Regions from separate parts of the Mus musculus genome. Here regions 1 and 3 are each linked to region 2. A link is a contact called in public promoter capture Hi-C data. All regions are on one chromosome and are shown on one strand. Each heading gives the region's core, a stretch centred on a gene start, on an enhancer-like site or on the middle of the called end of the contact. The rest is flanking DNA. Distances are from core to core; before and after follow the strand shown.

Region 1 (2,794 bases), core at 17-2,516, 380 kb after region 2:
AGGGGTATAGTTTCATTCATAGCCAGTAGTTACGATATCTGTGGGGGATAGGTCACCTCCCAAATCTAGGCACGTTGGGGCAGAAACAAAAGCAGACCACAGGCATAAGGCAAAGGAATCTCAGAGACAGAGGGAGTGCTATCTCAGAGGAAGCAGGCTTTGAGTTCTAGCAGAGACAACAGGCATTAGGAACCAGTAAAGCTTCTCTTAACTTGAGAAACAAACAGGTAAGGCACCCTCTGGCACAGAAATCATGGCTCCAAACCCCTGGACCTAGTGAGGTTGGTTCCTGGCCTCCATGGCTGGTTAGCTTTCCTGATGGCTGAGGTCTCAGAAAGATAAAGAAGTGCAGACCAGAAGCCCCACTCCTGCCAAGGCTGCAGCTATTGCTCAGGAGGCTCCTGCAGTCACCACAGGTGGACAAGTCCTGCCTCCCTTACCTCAGGATGTGAGCACTAAAAAGCAGCACTAAGTCCAATCTACTCACCTTGCATGGGGTTCCTTTAAGGTAACAGCACACTTAGCAAACACCCAAGGATCTCATGAGTGAGTGAGGAGAGAAAATGTGTGGTGGCGCATGTCTTTAATCCCAGCACTGGGGGGTGGGGGGTGAGGGTGGGGGTGGGGGTGGTAGAGGCAGGCGGATTTCTGAGTTCGAGGCCAGCCTGGTCTACAAAGTGAGTTCCAGGACAGCCAGGGCTATACAGAGAAACCCTGTCTCGAAAAACCAAAAGAAAAAATACTGGCAATATTTTCAACCATGGGATATGACCGTGATGAATAATGAGATTCAAAACAATGTCAAATGTGCCAGAGTTGAAAGCCTACTAGGAATGGGAGTGGACAAATATTTTGTAAGTTTATGAGAATTTTGCTGCCATCTCCAACAAGACATTCTCAGTGAGCGTGAGAACCAAAGAGGCATCAAGAGCCGCTGGGAGTTAAAAAATATTAATGAATCTTAAGATGATTTTCTTTCCCACATTAGTGTATTGCTTCCTTATTTAAAAACACAACAGGGTCAGCGTGATTCTTTTTTAAAGTAAGATTAAAATTACAACATATGGCCCAGAAATGACTTGTACTCCTAAGATTTCTGTCACAGACTCGACTCACATTCACGTTATCTCCTGTTGTGGATCCGGAGGGGGGAAAACCAGCCCGACTCCCCAAGAATGTGCTGCAGACTGCTTCTTTCCTTCTATTCTCTCTCTTGGGTTGCCAGGGACAAATTCTGGAACCAGAGAAATCACCTTCGGTGGGTTACAGAAATCCCTTCGCACGGACTTCTGGGAAATGTAGTCTGGATACTGTGACGTCACAGGGAGCTAACCGGTAAACCCCCCACTAGGTTTTTGCTTAACAGAGGGGTCTTCCCCAAAGTTTTGCGAGAGTCCTGTGTGGCCGTTACATTCCTGTCGTCTGTGATGTGGAGGTTGGTTCAGAAAACAACATAGCCTGGGTCTCTGTTCCCGGTTCTGTCTCAGAGGGAGCGAAACTGAACTGGGTGGGAGGGCAGAAGCTGCTGCTTGGACCTGCCTTGCTGTACCGGCTGGGACAGGTGACGTTGCATGTCGGGACGATGAGGATTGTGCCCTAGGTGATGGTTTCCTTTGGACACTGCGTGCTGCTCTCGTGCCCTAGAGATGTTAGTGATCCCCAAACACAGGATGTGTCCTTGGCCCACAATGGTTATTTCAGCCTGTTGTTTTGTTTTGCTTTTTGTTTTTGTTTTTTGTTTTTGTGTTTGTGTTTTAGACAGAATTTCTCTTGGTTCTCATGGAACTTACTTTGTAGACCAGGCTGAACTAGAACTCACAGGGATCTTCCTGCCTCTGCCTCCCTCATCTTGGGATTGAAGCTATTCACCATGACACTCAGAGTGTCAGCATGTTCTCATCTCACACTGAAATTGTTGAGCTATTTTTAAACTAAAAATACAGAGTTGTAACTTATAGAAGAAGGAGGCCAAATATTTTTTACCATGGACTACTGATGTCAGGAAGCCAAGGTTCTGGGCCTTCCTGAGTAATGGACGCTCTGGAACAGTGGGAGAGAGAGAAGCTTGCAGTCTTGTTGCCCTGAATGCTGGATGTGTATAAGGATCATGTGGGCTACATCTTAGAATCCGATAACATACTGTTTGAGTTGAGCACAACAATACTTAGAAAAATGATCAAAGCTTATCTATACAATTATTTTAAAGGACCCCACTAATACATAAACTGCTGATATTTTCATGTATAAATAAAAAAATAATATGACTATTCTCGTTGGCCAATCTGGGGCATTATTCAATAAGACATGAATATAGAAATTAAAAAATTTTGAAATAATTAGACAGCATAGCAAACATGCTGCTCAACTACAGCACACTGATACATGCTGTCAAATGTGTAAAACACACTTCAGAAATGTCACAAACATCAACCAGTACCCATTAGAGAAAACACAGAAATGGAACATGACAAGGAACAGTGAATTCTGTTCTATGTTAAATTCTCAGTATGATTAGTCCTTTGCATGCTGGTTTCCCCGTATGTTCAGAACCTTGAATGATATTAGTCTGTGAGTTCTTCCTTTAATGTTCTACCCCTTGCCTCCTCCATCTCCTGTCCCTTGTCACTGTGCTTTGTGTCGCTGCTGAATTCTGGACAAATGCAGAAACCCAGATGACAGCCAGAGCCACCTCATTAAAGTCTGTATTTTCATATAATTTCACATTCATGGCTGTGTATATTTAGTGTTGACAAGAACCTTCTCCCTCACCAGGACTTTCTGTTGTGAGAACTGT
Region 2 (2,895 bases), core at 110-2,609:
GGTTTTTCGATCTCAGGCTTACAACCTCTGAGGCAAAAGTTTTATCTCTTGTTTTACTTAGGGAGATTTTAGTTCATCCTCCACTGAGAAACAGCTCAATATCCTTTCAGAAAACATCTGTGTCATTTCAAGTGAGGAATTAAACACTTTCCACGAGAGATTCCTAATCCAAGTGAACCATCTGTAAATTCACAATTCATTTCCAGGTAAGTGGAGGAAACATCACACACCTCAATCTCCAGTACGCAAAACTCTGACCCTGGAACCTAGCAATTTCTGTCACCTCAAAGCAAGACAAGAGTTATTGCATGTGTGATAGTTAAAAGCTAGCTCCATTTCCAACTAAGCTGTTGTACAACACAGCAACAAAAACAAACAGCAAACAAAAAACCAAAAAAAGAAAAAAAAAAAAACCCACATAGCAGAAAATCCCCAGAGTTGAGATACTTGTGGTGTGTGCCTTTAAAAATTCCAACCCCTATCTTCCCTTTTGCAGCAGTTCTCAAACTGGCAAAGGAGATTGTGGCTCTAAATAAAGCAGTTTGGGTTGTTTTTTGTTTGGTTCTCTCTCCTCTCTTCTCTCCTCTCCCTCTCCCCCTCCCCCTCCCCCTCTCCCTCTCTCTCTCTCTCTTTCTCTGTGTGTTTTTGTGTTTTGTTTTTCGAGACAGGGTTTTTCTGTGTAGCCCTGGCCGTCCTGGAACTCACTTTGTAGATCAGGCTGGCCACGAACTCAGAAATCCGCCTGCCTCTGCTTCCCAAGTTCTGGGATTAAAGGCGTGCGCCAGCACCGCCCGGCTGGTTTTATCTCATAATTCCTAGTTTTGTTCGGAGTTTTTTTCAGTGGTCTTGAACTCCGTGACAGACAGCCATAAAGTACAGAAAGGACCAGATCTCCTCTTAACTAAACTTACTGACAGATCCAGTAATATCCACGTGAGAGTGACCCAGCTAATGCTTCCACCAGAAAGCTGGAAAGTGTACGCCCAGAATCACCATGCCCAGGCAAAGACCTTCACCCAGCCAACACTGCCCAGGCAATCCTTGAACTTACAAGCTTCTCCATTCCTTGATTTCTGTCAGTCTAACGCAGGGGTCAGTCCCACCAACCCCCGCAGCGCCCTCTCACCAGCCCTGTCCAGAAAGCTCCTCCAAATCAGCTCTTCCCAGCTCCCATTCCATCCGGTCCCTGTTCCTTCCGGAACTATGCACCCCGCACAGACCCTGGGATGACTGAACCCTGGACCAACCTCCATGTCAGAGATCCAACGGGAGAGCACAGCAGGACCAGAGTCTGGCCCAGCTTTGGATAAGAGCCGCACATGCTTACTAAAAGATGAACTGTTTACTAAAAGTGCAGACCTGTGACGTCACCGTGCTGCAGACTACATTTCCCACAAGTCTGTGCGATGGCGTTGCAGGAGTCCTAGGAGAGTGAGTTGTATTATTTAAAGGTCCTGGATTTCTACATTGATGTGTGTCTGCAATGTAGTGTCACCTACTTAGGAAACAAGGAGACCATGAACTGTGTCCAGTTCTAACGAGCCGAATGTTTATGTAAGGTGCCGCTTTTCCGGATTTTCACTGTAAAGTTCTTAATTCCTTAATTTCCGTGGAGTTTACAGCTATTTGAGGAACCACCTCACTGCCAGTTAAGTGGCAATAAGCTAGTTTGCAGAAACCAGACCATGCGTTAATCATTTCAAAAGAGTTTTACAATTTTCTGGAGGAGGGAAGTTGCCAGGAACTTATCTTTTAGTAATTTAAGAGCGGGTGCCCGGCACACAATAAAGTTTCCTCACAGAGGACAAAGAGCAAAAGCAGGGACTCAGGCTGCTTTTGACATTCAAGATTCACAGCCTGCGGTGTCTTTAATCCCAGCTCACTGCAAGCAAATTCAGGCACCTCTGAGTTCCAGGCTGCCTTGTTTACAGTGAGTCCCTGGCCTGCCAGGGCTACACAGTGAAACCCTGTCTCAAAACAAAACAAAGAACAACAAAACCAGAAATATCCAGATTCATCACAGAAGATATTTGTGAATCAAGCCTTTCCATGTTTTGTTTGTTAAGTTTACAAGTTGTTGCTCATCAATATGTTTATTTTAATCTTCATTCTACATATTATAAAATGTTACTTAAGCTTGCAAAAAAAAAATAGAAAAATAGACAAAAGGAACTTGCCAGATGTTATGGATATGCCTTCAATCACTTGGGAGGCAGAGACAGGAGAAACTCTAGTTCTAGGAGAGCCAGAGGCCTGTACTGGGACTGTCCCAAAAAAAAAGGAGGAGGAGAGAGGGAAATAGTATGTTATATTGGCAGTTTTCCTTGGAAATAACAGAATCCCTTCTGGGCCAAACCAAGCTGCTCTGAGCAGCCTACTACCCAGGGAACCTCCACTCTCCTGCCACCTCTCCTTCACCTCCATCAGACTCCTGAACCACAGGTAAGGTTCCCTTCCCCAACCCTTCTTCCCTGCTATCTGAGTCCTCTGGGGCAAGCCAAGCTGCTGGAGCAGCCCGCCATCCGAGAGGTCCTCCATTCTCCTGCCACATATCTGCCCACCTTCATCAAACCTGAGACTCCTGAAGCATACAGAACCACAGGTTCGCAACCATACAGCCCAAGGCAGCCCATCAGAGGCCTGCCACACCAGGACCATCCAGGTTCACCTTCCTCTCAATCCGGCTACAATGAGAACATCCATGGAGCAAAAGCATCTAGATGGCTAAAGGCCCTCGAAACAACACAATCAACACGAACCAGGCCAATGTGACACCTCCAAAGCACAGCTACCCCATGACAGACAGCAAGCCCTAGTTATCCTGATCCAACCAAACCACGAGAAAACTGTAGCAGCTTGAGTTCTCATGCTAATCAGGTTACTCAAAAACCTGTT
Region 3 (2,747 bases), core at 248-2,747, 320 kb before region 2:
GCCAATTTGATTTATCCCATAGTTTTAAATCAAGGATGAAGGTTTGTGCCACAGAACCATGTAAATATGAGAAGTCAGCTGTAGTACTAGATCTTGGATACAGAATTTAGCATTACAATACATAGCAACAGACCAGATCTCAACACATAACATATATTGGAAAACTAGCTATGCTCAGAAATACTAACTTTTGTGGTTTCTGTCAATGCCCTTCACTGCAGCATTCAGGAGGAGGACAGACCAGTCATGACACTTGCCAATCAAGTACAGGTACATGTATTGTTCCTTGACTCTAATTTTTCTAATTTGAGGAAGCCGTTCTGCATTCCTGGATAAACATACTCACTGGAAAAGAAGAATTAAATATGGACTCGGCACAGTATCTTCTTTGAAACAGCTTCTTTTTGAATCATTAGGATTCAGGGAAGTAGGAAGTCTTTTCTGTAACAGGGTTTGTAACTTTGACTCAACCATGAACTGCACAAGAATAAACCTTCCCAAGAAGAGACATGAATTCTCAATACTCTATGTTTCCAGTGTAACTCCTTTAATACAGTGATCTCATTAGACAGTATTATGAATATTTCTGATATCTTTGTATTCAAGAAGAAAATATCTCAGTGTTCTGTTTAGGAGAAGTGAGGGAAATTCAAGACAGATAACACTAATGTTCAAATATTGTCAAATATGACCGATGACAGGATCAGTGCAGAGACAGAAAAATCAATAAGGAACATCAAACCTAAGGCAGGGGGAAATCCTATAGTGCACAGTGGATTAAGAGTTAGTACACACGCCGGGCGTGGTGGCGCACACCTTTAATCCCAGCTCTCCGGAGGCAGAGGCAGGCAGATTTCTGATTTCGAGGCCAGCCTGGTCTACAGAGTGAGTTCCAGGACAGCCAGAGAAACCCTATACAGAGAAACCCTGCCTCGAAAAAAAAGAGTTAGTACACACATCATTGTGATCCCAGTAACTCTGTCCCGCCCCTTGGGAGACATACAGAAGAGAAAAACCAGTGGAGTGCTCAGAAAACATCTGCTGGTGACTAGCTTTGATTTCTAATTCTTCTATCTTAAGCGACTAGGATGGTTTCAATAGAATCGTAAAGAGATAATGCTCACTCCTACATTAACTTCCTGCTTCCACATTCTTAAATAAAGCAGATCATGAAAGCATGAATTTTCCATTTGTTAATAAGATTCTATAGTAGGTCGGAGTTTTTAAATCAAAATGTTTTATCAGAGATAACATGGAAACCTGATAGGCGGGATTAATGTGAAAGGTTCAGCTCACAGGCAAACATTTCGTGCCGTGACCAAGGACTGTAAAAGAGCCCAAATTCCCTGTGCATGTCCATGTGCACCTGCTCTCAGTGGACTGTAATCCAGGCAGTGTACAAAACCTCTTCAGTGGGTTCCCGGAAGTCCTTCCAATTGATTTGTGGGAAATGTAGTCCCGGCCCCTGTGACGGCATCAGAAAGTGCTGTCAGCATCAAATTTCCATATTCTTTCGTCAAAGGTCGCTTCTCAAATTTGTGCAGTTGTCCTGTTGAGCGCTGCATTTGGATTTCTGACATGGAGGTTGGTGCAGGGAACAGCACCATCTTGCAGATATGAGGGACTGTGCAGGGTGGCGGGTAGGGCACGGAGAGTGCCGGCTTGGGCTTGTTGTGAGACAGGAAGCTGCTGACCTGGAGATGCTGTGCTGACCTAGGCTGGGTCACTGTCCCTGGGCACAGGTTTGATGAGGAGAACGTTAGAAACTACAGGATGGCAAGGGCAGGCAGGGTCTGCACACTGCCTGTGCCTGCGATGCTGACCAGAGCTCAAGCATGTTTAAAGGGAAACGTGCTCGGCCTAGTTGACCCATTCTCACTGGCTGTAGTCAGATTCTCTGGACATACAGAACACGGGGACATCTACCGCCCCCTATACGTCATGTCCTGGAGACTACTCCTTGTTTGAGTTCACACAGCTTTCTAAAGTTCCTAGTGTCCAGGGACAGAGAGTCCTGTGACGGTGATTGTTGTGTGGGGTGTTAATTACTTTTCCTTTGGAATGAATTGTTAGATTTATGGATGCCTTGGTTAGAGTGGGAATTTCTAATAGACATCTCAGTGACATGATTCCTCACAATACATGGCTGTATAGCCACAGAATAATCTTGTAATTGGTAACATCCCGTGTTTGCACAATCTATGTAATTATGGATTTTACACAGATTAAAAATGACTAGACAGTAATACCTCAACGGTTCTGAGTATGTTTGTGTTCTGAGTATGTGTTCTGTCCAGTATTTGGACTTCTTTTCAGATGTGAGAGATAGATGACTTGGTGTGATGAGAGAAAGATCGCTGGGAGGAGCTGGAAAGTCTGAAAGGGAAGGAGGAAATATCTCTGCTCATCTGCCAGGCTCTGTACATTGTTCTCTTTAATCTGGCAGGATCTGGATATTGTCTCATCATGTGATTTTCTTATGTATGTTCCTATTATTGGCAGTGTTCGAACTCTCTTAAATTTTCCCTGTCCCTCAATGTGACTTTCAGGTTTACTGATGCACCCTTAATAGTTTTAGGAAGAAGTCTTCAAATTTTTCAACTGTATTAGAAAGGCTGCAAGATAAATTTCAAAACCTGTGGCATACTTGGGAACTTATGATTTGCATATAGTAGGTTCCTGTTCATGCAAAATGCATAGTTGTCCTTTTGAAGAGTTAAGAGAATAGTTTAGTCCAGAGCCATTTT

Evidence for each region. Capture Hi-C pulls out chosen DNA fragments and counts their contacts.
Region 1: a contact with region 2 is called in a promoter capture Hi-C map of liver. The contact joins the promoter of 4930525G20Rik here to the promoter of Zfp874a in region 2. A contact is called at or near these places in 3 of 39 promoter capture datasets (embryonic stem cells, hippocampal neurons and liver), 3 of 484 Hi-C or Micro-C datasets (cortical neurons and embryonic stem cells), 4 of 115 datasets of contacts at active chromatin or transcription factors (bone marrow-derived macrophages, embryonic stem cells and stem cell-derived neural progenitor cells) and 3 of 9 other capture datasets (adipose tissue, liver and macrophages).
Region 3: a contact with region 2 is called in a promoter capture Hi-C map of pancreatic islet. The contact joins the promoter of Zfp759 here to the promoter of Zfp874a in region 2. A contact is called at or near these places in 7 of 39 promoter capture datasets (the C10 cell line, the HPC-7 cell line, cranial neural crest and 4 more), 1 of 484 Hi-C or Micro-C datasets (CD4 T cells), 1 of 115 datasets of contacts at active chromatin or transcription factors (stem cell-derived neural progenitor cells) and 5 of 9 other capture datasets (adipose tissue, embryonic stem cells, liver and 2 more).

Annotation. Positions count from the first base shown.
Region 1 is chr13:67,829,719-67,832,512 of GRCm38.p6, forward strand. It overlaps 4930525G20Rik (RIKEN cDNA 4930525G20 gene), which reads right to left and starts at 1,267. Exons shown (of 3, transcript NR_045194.1): 1 at 1,117-1,267. Gm10037 (predicted gene 10037) reads left to right here and starts at 1,388. Exons shown (of 4, transcript NM_001309374.1): 1 at 1,388-1,435.
Region 2 is chr13:67,450,265-67,453,159 of GRCm38.p6, forward strand. It overlaps Zfp874a (zinc finger protein 874a), which reads right to left and starts at 1,360. Exons shown (of 4, transcript NM_177712.4): 1 at 1,248-1,360. The coding sequence starts at 1,253.
Region 3 is chr13:67,126,731-67,129,477 of GRCm38.p6, forward strand. Zfp759 (zinc finger protein 759) reads left to right here and starts at 1,498. Exons shown (of 4, transcript NM_172392.3): 1 at 1,498-1,584. The coding sequence starts at 1,579.